Linked DNA regions of Mus musculus: region 2 is linked to region 1. Evidence: chromatin contacts called from public Hi-C data. All regions are on one chromosome and are shown on one strand. Each heading gives the region's core, a stretch centred on a gene start, on an enhancer-like site or on the middle of the called end of the contact. The rest is flanking DNA. Distances are from core to core; before and after follow the strand shown. Region 1 has its middle 10 kb from the start of Gm46285. Region 2 has its middle 25 kb from the start of Aipl1.

What was found. Hi-C and Micro-C count contacts between places; a contact is called where the count stands out from the background.
Region 2: a contact with region 1 is called in a Hi-C map of cortical neurons, with 2.3 times the contacts expected there. The contact joins two enhancer-like sites. A contact is called at or near these places in 3 of 39 promoter capture datasets (embryonic stem cells, frontonasal cranial neural crest and pre-B cells), 3 of 15 datasets of contacts at CTCF or cohesin (CD8 T cells, large pre-B cells and pro-B cells) and 9 of 484 Hi-C or Micro-C datasets (the AtT-20 cell line, cerebellar granule neurons, cortical neurons and 5 more).

The regions. Positions count from the first base shown.
Region 1 is chr11:71,899,029-71,905,147 of GRCm38.p6, reverse strand. No RefSeq gene overlaps it. Among named protein-coding and RNA genes, the nearest start is that of Gm46285, 10 kb to the right of the region's middle. Within about 2 kb of position 2,342, at least 23 of the 459 cell types and tissues checked have an H3K27ac peak or open chromatin away from gene starts, as enhancers often do. A contact at or near this core is called in the AtT-20 cell line and cortical neurons, where this site is marked.
Region 2 is chr11:72,008,998-72,015,637 of GRCm38.p6, reverse strand. No RefSeq gene overlaps it. Among named protein-coding and RNA genes, the nearest start is that of Aipl1, 25 kb to the left of the region's middle. Within about 2 kb of position 4,212, at least 41 of the 459 cell types and tissues checked have an H3K27ac peak or open chromatin away from gene starts, as enhancers often do. A contact at or near this core is called in the AtT-20 cell line and cortical neurons, where this site is marked.

The DNA.
Region 1 (6,119 bases), core at 1,093-3,592:
TCTATTTCCCAGTTATGCATCAGACCTACTTCCCAGGTCCCTTTAGAATCTTTCAGTCAGGAACAATTCTCATCCTGCCCTTGACTTTGGAGACCTCGGCACTTCTGAAGATCACAGGAGTTATTTTGAGGCTGTCTGAGGCTTCCTCGTGATTAGATCGCATTTACACATCACAGGCAGGAATAGAACAGAGCCACCGGTACACCCTCTTGCATCCTCTCCTCCATCCCACCCAGCAACACTTGATTCCAATTTGTCCCTTACTCAAGATGTTTGCACTCATCAATTAATTAAGATTTGCTCTGCCAGACTTCTTCACTACAATGTTATTCTTTTCCTTTTTAATCAGTAAGCATTTTTACAACAAGGGGGTTTGAGATTGCATAATTATCTTATTCCTCTCTGCATTTTAACTTATTCACTTATTGGTATCTACCTATGTTTCCAGTTTTATTCCATGAGTGATCCATCGCTGTCACTGTTTAGTGTGGCACTTGAATAGTTTCACAGGTAACGGGTGGGAACTTTGTAGAGCTTCCCAATGTCACAGGGACATGTCACCATTTCCTTTGTTCACCTCCTTAATTTCTGACATAAGGTTTTCTAGATTAACTGTGCATAAGTTCTATGTCTAGAAGCAATCATTTGCCTCAGGGACACTTTTAGCTTTTAGTGGAGTATGGTAGTGAGTAGCTACGATCAGGGCACCAGACACATCTATCTCTGTTGGAATATCTCTGCTTCTAGGCTTTCTCAGAAGATAGAGTTAGGAAACTTGCCTCATATTACATTTCAATTTATTTTTTATATTTTTCTAACTCCTGGAATCCATTGGATTACCAGCACACATCCAATTACAACTCAACTCCACAAGATCTATTTATTCTAGATTTCTTCCTTTCGGTGTGCATAACTTGCTTCTGTACTGATGCCCCTGGACATTAGTGTTCCAGGGCTGCCAATAAAAAGCAACACAAACTGAGTAGTTTTGAAAACAGAAGCTTATTTTCTCATTGATCTGGAAGCAAGATGTCCAAGATAACCACAAAGCTGCCATCAGGGTGGGTTCTTTCTGCTGGCATGAGGTCTTATTCTGTGCTTGGGTCCTAGCTTCTAGAGGTCACTACAGAACTTTGGCATGCCTCAGCTTCGAGGCACATTCCTGTTATTCCTGTGTGTGGAAGGTTGGCTGACATGAGGTGTCAGTCCTCAGAAGACAACTTCCTTTCCATGTAAGGCAACATTAAAAGGATCTTGGGGTGAAGGCATCACCACATGTTTTGGGGGAACACAATTCAATCTGAAATGTCTGGCTTCTGTTCTCTTCTGTGTTTATTTGATCGTGTCACCTCACTGTGACCAGCCTTGTGTTTTGTCTCTACTATTGTCTCTTAGGAACTCTGAACCCTCATGTCATGCTACTGCCCTAGCCTATGTATTGTGTTTTTTGCTCTCCTTAGGACTGGGCACCCAAGCTCATCACCATGTGGAAAGAAGCCTTCTTACCTTGCTTGGAGCTAGGGGTCTTCACACAGGTTCATCCCCTCATCATGTGGAAAAAGGCCTTCTTATCTCACTTGGACCTGAGGTCTTCACACCAGGTTCCTCCCATAACCTAGTCTTGGGATCTGAAGCTGGTCAGGCCAATTCTCCATCACACCGATGTCCTCCACAGCCAGTCCTTCTCAGCCAGTCTGTTTCTTTTAGCCCATGCCACACTGTTCAGCTACTGACATTCCTCACAATGTCCCTCCCCTATGGGTGTCCTGCTTCCCTGTGAGAGCTCCAGCACCCTGGGTGGGGCATTCCTATGCTCGATGTAGGATGGAATGTTCAGGAAAGAAAGCAGAGGAGGCAGAAATAGGAGGAGGACAAGCAAGAACAATCAGACTGTGTGTCTCAGTGTCTCTCTCTTCAGCTGCCACAGAGCATGGCTGACAACTATGTCAGCTGCAGGGGGCTGGGCCAGGGTAGATCCAGAAGGGACTTGTAACAGTGGCGAAGCCTCTCTCCTCTCTCTCTCTCTCTCTCTCTCTCTCTCTCTCTCTCTCTCTCTCTCTCTCTCTCTCTCTCTCCCTCCCCCCCCCCCTCTGGTTCCCTTTTCCTAGGGAGCTGATAAAAATAAGTTTATTTGGACAGAAATCCTGTAGTGAACAAAGTAAATTAGATGCAAGCTCTTCTAAGAAACCTTATTAGTTAAACAAATCCCTCAAACCCTGCTCCCTCGGGTGTGTCCCTTCAGCTGTCAGCGTGCCAAGTTTCTCCCTTCTAAGGTGACAACAACACATTCTCTGTCAGGCTGCCATTTGCAGCTCTGACTGGCTCTCTGCTGCTCCTAGCCATGCATCTTTAAGCTCCCCTCAACACCCTATTCACACTTCGACCCTGTGCCATCTGCCTCAGCTCTGTTCTGTTTTTAATTACGCACACCAAGAAGAAGGTTTTTAAGACCTCAGATACAACCTGATTTGTGTTTTGAAAATGCTTCCCAGGCTACTTGGTAGGCAATGGGTTTGAAGAAGTCCTGAAAGCCATCAGGACATCTTGGGGCTGTAGAGCACCTAGCCCAGGGTGTTACCGGGGAGCTGAGAGAAGTAAGCAGTGGGTTGTATTTGGGAGGCTGGGGTGGTTGGAAGCTCCAGTAGGCTGGATGCCGGAAGGAGGGAAGGACAGCAGATGGCACGGATGATACAAATCTAGACATGCTGGCGGAGCTTCACGGATGGCCGTCACAGGAGACTGGGGAAGAACTGTGTGTGGGGAAGAGGGTGTGTAGGAATTGCATTTGGGATGAATTCTGTTTGAGCTCCTTAACCACAGTCTATATCAAGCAGAGTTAAATATGTCTAGATAGTAGGGCAGGGTAGACAAATCAAGTCTAGAAGCCACTGGCTAAGGAGGAGTCCTAGTAGGATTAGCTTCAGGGTGAAACCTGTCTTAGTCAGGGTTTGTATTCTTGCACAAAGCATCATGACCAAGAAGCGAGTTGGGGAGGAAAGGGTTTATTCAGCTTACACTTCCACATTGCTGTTAATCACCAAAAGAACTTAGGACTGGAACTCAAGCAGGTCAGGAAGCAGGAGCTGATGCAGAGGCCATGGATGGACGTTACTTACCAGCGTGCTTCTCCTGGCTTGCTCAGCTTGCTTTCTTATAGAATCCAAGACTACCAGCTCGGGGATGGCACCACCCACAAGGCACCTCCCTCCTTAATCACTAATTGAGAAAATGCCTTAGAGCTGGATCTCATGGAGGCATTTCCTCACCTGAAGCTCCTTTCTCTGTGATAACTCCAGCTTGTGTCAAGTTGACACAAAACTAGCCAGTATAAGACCTCACTACTGTGACATACCATAGGAGGCAAGAACAAGGTCTCAGGGAGACCTGTAAACACTGGCTCTGGGGCAGCTATCAAGGGAAGGGTTGTCAGTGAGTTCTGGACAGGTAGAAGGTTGGCACTTATCAGCTATGTCCTGACACTAATGCACAAAGTGGATGAAGACCTGACAACCTGGTATGGATCTGTTTTTAGGATGGCCGTTCACATGTGGGACCACTGCCAGCCCCTCTAGACTAGGCTTCACATTGAGGGGCAGACTTTACTCCTGCTTGCTGGTGACTTCAAAGCTAGAGTCAGAGCTGCAGGTCTTAGAAAGCAGCTCTTGTCACTCTCTAACTCGGAGACCCTGTGACCCTATACACCATTAGTGGCTGGCCCAGTAAGTGAGGGTAAATTAGAGTCCACAGATGACATGACCTTGTCTAATCAGCACACCAGCTCTTAAGGAGCAGGAACATTTTAATCAGGTTTATTTTATAGATAAGGAAACAAAGGTCCAAAGGCATTTTCTCAGAGACCACACATCCAAGACACAGATTCAGGACTATTTGTTTTTAGAAACTTGCCCCACCCTACACCTGCATCAGAATTTATGAGACTGTTAAGTCCTATCAACAGGTGAGAACTGTGGCTGGCAGGCTTTCTCCAGACAGCCATCCAGCTGCCACCTTATGTTGGAACTGATGTTCTGTTCTGTGACCTCAGCCTCAGTAAGTGCCTAGAAGGGACTGTACTCTCAGCTCAGTGACTCACAACCATTTGGCATCCTTAAGACCTCCTGGTGTTCCAGCTCCCTGGCAGGGCTCTCTGATTCCTCTGCCTTCTGTGCCCTCCAGACTGCAATAGGCCTGAGTGTTCCTCAACCCAGTCCCTTTCATTGTATCTATGACACATGCTTCTGTACCAAGCAGAGAAGCATGCTACAGCCACTTGTGGCTCCCCAGATAAACTCAGCTTCTGCAGTTGCCCCCAGTTTCAGGCCCCTACATTCAACATCTCCTTGGCTATGGAGACCCAATTCAGCCATCTCAAGACTAGCAGAAGCAAGATGGTCAAATCCAGACTGAGTTAGGGCTCTAGGATCCCCTGAAAATTCCCCTGCTGTAATGGCTGTCTGAATGTGTTCTTTCTTCTTGTTGTTACTCTCAAATCAAGCCTGTCCTACACAGGCCTTACAACCTCTTAGGAAACTCACTCTTTGGGACAAGTGTTCTTGCCTGTTCCCCTCAAAAACTAACCACCACCCTCTCTGCTCCCACCTCATGGTGTCCATTCGGTGGTGCAAAGACAGAACCTTGACCTTGAGGCTTCAAAACAGGTTTTACATCCCAGGGTATCATTTTATGTGGCCAGCTCTATTTTGTCCTACTCTTTAAGACATGGCCCAGTGTCTTTGTTCCAGAGGCTTCTTAACTTTTCACCATCCACACAAAGCCCAGAAGTATTTCCTGCGTGGTCTCCGAGTGCCAAGAGCTGTTCCCCTTCTCTGTGCCAGGTCCCAGTGGATTCTGGGAGCTGAGTTCCAGGCAGAAACCTAAGAAGGGATCCGTGGTGGAGCATAAGGGTGGGTCTGTTGCACTGTATTGCTCTGGGCTAGATAAATAGTCGTCACCAGTCAGTGTGGGTAGGTAATCATCAAGCCACATAATACAGCGAGTGTGCTCCGAAAGAGCTCCTGCCTAATCCCTGGCAGAGAATGCTAATCCGAGGCCCATGATGGCCTTTTATTTTTCCAGACAGGAAGTGTTTTCTCCGGTGACATAATGACTTTCCCTGACATAATAATGAAGGGATATGGATTTAAAGCAGCCTAGGACTCTTGAGCCTTCTTGGCAATCGGGAGGGCTGGCTGCACGGAAATAGCTTGAGTAACTGCTGCCTCGCTGCCTCGCCTTCATTGAATTAGCTACTTACAAAGATGGAAATTTACCAAATTAAATTTTAGTGAGTGATTTCTGTTCACATAAATCAAAGAAGTGAAAGCATTGTGGATGTGGTAGATAGAGCATCACACAGGGCTGGGGTGACATTAGTGGAGTGCTGTGGAGCCAAGGAAAGCCACAAGAGAGAAAGATTTGGTCCTGGTCAGCAAGAAGCCCATCCATAGAGTGGGAGAGGGAAGGCCTAACTCTAGAATCTGCAGTTCATTGTCAAAATCCCAGATTTCCCAATCCAGGTTGATATAACCTAGGTAAAGCCGTGTGCAGCTCTCTGGGCCTCCGTTTCCTTATTGGTAGAATGAGGAAATGGTAAAGAATCAGAATGGATTCCATCTATGAAGATACTTGATTACCAATCAAGTGGTTTGTGCAAACATGGTTGGTAGTTGTCTTAGGGTTGCTATTGCTGTGAAAAGACACCATGACTAAGGCAACTCTTATAAAGGAAAATATTTAATTGGGGCTGGCTTACAGTTTCAGATGTTCAGTCCATTATCATAATGGTAGGAAGAAAGGCAGCCTGCAGACAGACATGGTGCTGGAAAAGGAGCCACGGGAGTTCTACATCTTGATCCAAAGGCAGCAACCGGAGACTCTTTCTTCTGAGCTGGGCAGAGCTTGAACACCAGGAGTCTACCCACACAGTGACACAGTGACATACTTCCTCCAACAAGACTGTACTTATTCTTACAAGGTCATACCTAATAGTGCCACTTCCTGTGGGCCCAACATATTCAAGCCATCACAGTAGTTATTAGGTAATTTCCAGCCTCAGGAAGTTGATGGAGACAAATGAGAAACAAGGCAGAACAATCCCTTTGACAGTCTCCTTTGCAAGA
Region 2 (6,640 bases), core at 2,963-5,462, 110 kb before region 1:
GCTGCAAACAATTTGGCAACAATAAAAGTTTCTGAATATTCAACAGTCAAGTTTAGTTCAAAATCAAATGCTCATTGAATCTGAGGTGCTCCTGGCAGTGCTCAGCTGCCTTGCCCACGTGACTTGGCTCTGAGCACATAAGAGTTGTAGTGTTCCATGACACCAACCAACACTACTCCACCCCTGGCTCGGATCTGAGACTGTTGTAGATTCTGCACTGCAGTGTTTCAACTGTGCATATAAAGGGCTCTGTCTGCTCTTATGGAAACACAGAGTTTTGCTCACAGAACACAAAGAATGTTCGCATTTTCTGATCCTCTTCCCTTAGCATGTGCCAAAGAGGTGTGGTTTGGAATGTATAGAGTTAGAATGTTTACCTTAAAAAATAAAATCTCTCTTTGAGTGGTTGAGTTGAATTCTGTTAAAAAAGAACTTGTCGGATGAAGTTTGGCTTCATTAGGACAGAATTCCCAGCAATCTTTGAGGTGTCCTTAAATATTGGCATTTTGGGCTATGTATTTATGCCAAGTGACATTCTCAGCATTGATTGTAAAACGCTGATCAACTCTGAAAGATCTTGAAGACGCCCTGTGTCCTGCACTATCAAAAATTCAGTCAAGATTTCCTTGAGTAAAAGTAAGCCACACATCCATCATCAGTGTGCAAGCTTAAACTGTACACACCGATAGGTTGCCTCAGAATAAATGTCTTTATAATGCATCATCATTAAATGCCTCATTTGCATACCTATTTTACATGCCTATGGATCTGGCTCCTATCCAAGTTTCCTGGGTGAAAAGAGGTCATGCTTTGAAAGAATTTAAGAGCTCCGTACTGATGTGCTGCAGGTCCCGCTGGCTTCCAAACTGCCCACCTTGTTAGGAGGTACATGCAGGTAGATGTTTTGTTTCATGTACCTCTACATTCCCTAAGTGCTCAGGATGGGGTCTGGCTCTTAGAGGGGGCTCGGCAAATGATGGCCAAGAAGGGATTTGCTGAGCTGTGGAGACAATCTATCAGCAACTCTTACCAAATATTTCTAAATACTCTGCATGGAGAAAATCCAATGTGATACCCTGCATGTTCAGTAATTCAGTAATCTTCCCATTTAAAATAAGTTCCACATGTGACTTGTTTTATTATTTCTATATGCATGGGTGTTTTGCCTGCATGTATGTCTGGCACCATGTGGGTACAATGCACTCAGAAGCCAGAAAAGGGCATCAGAATCCCTAAAGTGGAGCCTCAGATGGTTATGAGCCACAGTGTGGGAACCGAGAACGGAACCCTGGTCCTCTGGAAGTTCAGCCCATGCTCTTAAAGACTACCAAGCTCTTTCTCCAGCTCCACAGGTGAGATACATTTTAAAAATCATTTTCATCTGTGTATATGTTTGTTGTCTGTGTATGTGAGTGCAGTGCCTGCAGAGGCCAGAAGAGAAGGCGTTAGATCCCCTGAACTGGAGTTACAAGTAGTTGTGAACTCCCTGAAGTGGGGACTTGAGCCAAACCCACATTCTCTTTAAGGACAGTATGCACTCTTTACTGCTCTGCCAACTCTCCAGGCACTGGGTGAGGCCTAAACAGTTGACTATGTTTCTGCAGATGCAGGGAGCTCACAGTGACAAGAGAATCAGGAATAGGGGCTTAGCCATAGAATAATTATAGAATAGGGTTAAGGTTGGGGTCTTCCGGTATCTGCATCTTATAGACTTCCTGTCCTAGGCTTTTCAGGCTATGAAGAGCCCTGCCTGAAAGGGTATGTGTGGCTGGCAGCAATTGAAACAGTGGACTGGGGCTTGCTTGGGATTTAGTGTATGGACTTCTCTGACCATCCTTGTGGATGGCCTTTTGTGTACATCTCCCTAATCAACCACCTCTACCTGCAAGTGGAAAGCACCCTGTTGCTGGGGTGAAGAAGGCCTCTGGCAGGCCTGGGCATCCTTACTTTTGTCCACCATCTGTGTTTGGTCCAGGATGGTTCCAATGATCAAAGTTCCCTGGGGTATCTTTGTATCTAATTCCTGAAACTTCTCATGTGTGGGCGTGGTGAGCAGCCCACTCCTTCCCTTGTTCTGGGTCACTGTGGCAACGCCGTCTCTGTCTCCCTGCCGTACCGTTTCAGTCGGCCTGCCCTCTGTCAGCATCACCTCCCTCCATCCTCACTCACTGCCTGCTGATTTCAGACGGTTTGGGGAGCAGCAGGGATCACTTTAGTGGGATAAGTGTGTGTGTCCCTGAGACACTTCCCTTCATGTGGGGCTTAGCTATTGCTGCCTTTCGGATGATTTCAGCTCCCCTTTACTGGCTGCTTTTCTCTGTATCCTGAGAGGCTGTCTGTCTTGGGTCACAAAGGTCATGCACTTTTTGGCTTCCAGTTTGGCTAGACAGAGGCTTTGGGAGGTGGAATGGGGAGAAAAGCCTTGTTTTCTTTCCCCCCATTAGTTTCTTTCTCTTATCACACTGGGCTAGTTGTTGGACCTCTTGGCTTGGCTTGCAGCCCTTCCTCCCTGCTTGCTCTCTCCCATGTTCTTCCTCTTCCAGTAGCAAGGATTCCAAGGGCAATCCCCGAGACTGACTGGTGGAGTCCCTACTACCGCATCTTTGTAACAACATGCTTTTCAAGAGCTATTTCCTCCCCTGGCTTCAGCTACTTGTTTCCAAGGTTGTTTCTCAATAACCCCTTCTCCTCCGAACTCCTCATTTCTCCCTGTTCAGCCCAGTTGTTATTCCCAAGATCAGTTTCTGTGTTTTATTTTCCCTCTTCTTGCCCCTCCAGGGAACTTGGGTTGGGATGGGGGGTGTGTTTGATCTCTTACTGTCTTCTCCAAAAAGCTGGCTTCTAGACTTCTATTCACCCTTATAGAGCAGCAGTAGCTGAACAAGTGATGAAAAGACTACTTTCCTAAGCCTTCCAGGATAATGTCTCAGCATCAGTAGTCCAGCACCATGTATATTGTATACTTTGTATCTTGCTCTGGTGGATGCTGGTGGCAGCACCTGCTGCACGTCCCTGTGTTGAATGATGTAGCAATTTTCTTTTGAATACTGTAGGTGCCCAATAAGAAGTTGAGCAGTAAATAATGCCTGACTACATGGTTTAGAGATTGACTTTGTTTATCTGGGGCTGGAGAGCAGATGCCCTGCATGGCTTGTTCAATCATTATTTCCCAGTGAATCTTTTGTTGTTTTATTTCAGTGTTGTTTTTCTGAAGGGCTCTTTCTCCCTAGGCTTGCCGAGGTGGCTTTGTACCAACTTGATCAAACTCCAAGCAGCTGTGTGAGGTGAAAACTCACCACCCAGGAGAGAAAGAAGCTGGAGCCGGGGAAAGCAGGCACCATGGAATGAAGAAAATCCAAGAATATTATTACTACAACACCACCACCCTGCTGAGTGGCACCAAGGTAGAGCTGAGCTCTCAGTTAGAATTACAGTTTCTCTGGGGAGGGACAAGGGCTAGCAGGGAACTGTTGGGTCAGGGCCAGGTGTCAACTGCCCAGCTGTCTCTGGCCTTTCTATGTCATGTCACCCCTGCAAGCCAATCATCTCCACACTTTTCCATTCCTTCCTCCAGAGGCAGAGGGTTGGCAAAGTATCTTGGGTTTGGGGACAGACAGGATGGTACTGAGTGTCTAGCACTTAACTCTAATCTCTCCAAGCTGCAGTTCCCTCATTTGCAAGGCAGGAAGCACAAAACTGCTTGGCGCTGGTGGCCATGAAAGCAGGAGCTTATTAATGGAGATTAGCAGTTGGGGCAACACAGAGGGATTCTCTGCTGCAGGTAATGGACCCTCTGGTGCTGGAGGTATGCAAGGCTTGACTTTTTGTGGTGCTTCAAGCCCTGCACGGGGAGAGTGAGGACTAGTCTGGTCAGCCTGAATTAATCCCGTCGGTAGCAGAGGGGAGGTTTTGATTTTGTTAAACAGAGTCTGGGATTTCATGTGTCAGCGTGCTGCCTGGCAATTAAAATCAGGAGAGTTTAATCTGAAGAGAGTTCCAGCTCTGTTGTTTGCCCTTTTAATCTTGTCTGTTACCATGGGAACAGCAAGTGATTGCAATCACCACTGTTTGTATTGTGAGCCTGCTCCCATCAATGTGGCTTTTGAAAAACAAGAAATAAAAATCTTGACTTCTGCACACCACTCATTACTATTCAGAAGGAACCAGGAAGTTCCGTCAAACGCTTCCTTCCCAGCAGCCTCATTTCTGAACTGCTTTCTTCCTGCCCCTCTAGCCAGGTGGCTCTGCTGGCACTTGCTCAGAGCATCACCAAGCAGGATGAGATGCTGGGTGAGCTGGGGACCCACTGCTGGTGAAGAGCTGGCTACAGAGCTTCCCTTAAGGAGTGTCGGATATGCAAGAGGTTGTTTTAGTTCCTCCAGATCGTGGATGATAGTTTTTAATGTTTACATTTCTCTCTTTCTTTCTTTACTTTGTATGTGTGTGGTTGTGCACTCACAGGGGAAAGCTTGCCACAGCCTGTGTGTGGAGGTTGGAGGATAACCTTTGGACTCTGCTTTCTCTCTAGTTTGAGACGGAGCCTTTCTTTTGTTGTTCTCTGCTGTGTGGTCCAGGCTCGCTGGTCCCGCAGCTTCTGGGGGTTCTCCTGTCTCTGCTTCCATCTCATTGCAGGATGCTGGGATTACAGATAGGACCTATCACTCCCGGACTTTATGTGGATTCTGAGGACTCAATCCCAGGTCTCCACACTTGTGCTGCAAGCACATTACCCATTGTGCTATCTTCTCAGCTCCTCGTGGAGGTTGTATTAGCTGCTCATCATCTCTTCTGTGATCCCTCGCTGAAGGAAGAGAGATGCTGTCCAGGACTAGTGCCTTTGTGAAATGCAGAGTCAGGACCAGCAGTTCCCAGTGTATTGGTCTGAGAAGTCCGTGATTTTTTTTTTTTTTAGAGGCTTACTGGTCACCTGCAAACTTACAGCAGTGGCCTGCCTGTCTTTGGCTCCTGCTGGCCTTGAGATCCGTGGTCTAGAGGGAGATGACTTCAGCCTTCTTTCAGAGGACTCCAAATACCTCTGCCTCCTCTTACAGCTTACAGAATGGTTTATGGTGAGAATGTGAAAATGTTGGCCCAATGCCCAGACCTAATTGATTAAAGCATTTTTCTTCGAGTAGAGAGAGACTCCAGTGAGCATTGATCCCACTCCGTTGTGTAACAGCTGAGAATAAACTGTTGGGTGAGGAAGGGACTTGCCAGAGGTCAGGGGATAAGAGAGCATCTCTCAGACCTGGTGGCTTGTTTTGCGTAAATCCGACCTCATTGCAAGACATGCCTTGGGGCTGCTTCATTTCATAAACTTTGAAAAATTGAAACTCCCTTTTTTATTTGAAATACATACATGCCTCATATCATGTCTCTTTAGAGAAGATACAAGCTGATTCAATGCGCATTAAATTCCAGAAATGCATACTGAATGGCCACAATGTTTGCAAGTTAGAACCACAAGTTAGGCTAGGAGAACGCTGAACTCTCAGTGATTCCAGCATTAGCTCTGATCTCTAGGTCTTCTAGTCATGTGATCCTGAGGGACCACTTCACATCTCAGGCCTTCAGTCTTGCTCTGTAATATGAAGAGAGTGGATACTTTGGTTTTTATGTGAAAGGTTCCCACAGGCTCATATGTGGTGATGTAGGGGAGGCAGTGGAGTCTTCTGGATGTAGGGATCTCCCTGGTAGAAATAGACATCTAGGGGCAGGTCTTAGGAGGTTACACTCACCCTGGTGACCCTCTGCACTCTCTGCTTCCTGGCTGTACCACATGAGGAGTTTGTGTTCCCAGCTTAGTTAGGATGTCTACTCTGTAATAGTAATAATAATAATAATAACAATAATAGCAGCAATAACAATAATGACCAAATGTAACTTGGGGAGCAAAGGGTTTATTTTGTCTTGTAGTTTGAAGTCTACCATCCAGTAAAGCCAAAGCAGGAACTTGGAGGCAAGAACTGATGCAGAGGCCATGGAGGAAAATGCTTACCAACTTACTCAGTCTTCCTTCTAAGAGCATCCAGGACAACCAGCCCAGAGGTGGCACTGTGACAGTGATCTGGGTCTTCCCACATCAATCATCAATCAAGAAAACACACCACAGGCTTGCTCACATATCAGTCTAGTGGGGGCATTTTCTCACCTGAAGTCCCTTCTTCCAAGATGTGTCTAGCTTGGCTGGCATAGAACTGGCCTGTGTGGTCCCACACTCCTCCTGCCACCACCTTCACCATGCTTTCCCATCAGGATGAACGTGGACTCCTTTGAAACCGTGAGCGTGAAGTTGTGTCTGTCAGATGTCATGGTCCCAGCATGAATACAGCAATGAACACAGCAATGAACACAAAGGGCTTGCCTGGTCCACCTTGCACCATCCACAAGGTTTGGCATGAGTTTATGACCACAGATGTACTTGAAAAGCAATGGAGAATGACGTGTAATTACCCTGTGGCTATTGTCAACACAGATTCATTAGAGATAGGTCTTCCGGCTCTCAAGGGAATTGGAACTCCTCAGGCAGATCTGGAGTCTAGCTGATGGACCGAAGTTTCAGCCCTCCCTTGATGTTTTCCTATTTACACAGACTGAGTCAGATTGTAGCAAAACCCAGAGTGAAGTCCCTTCCAGGTAC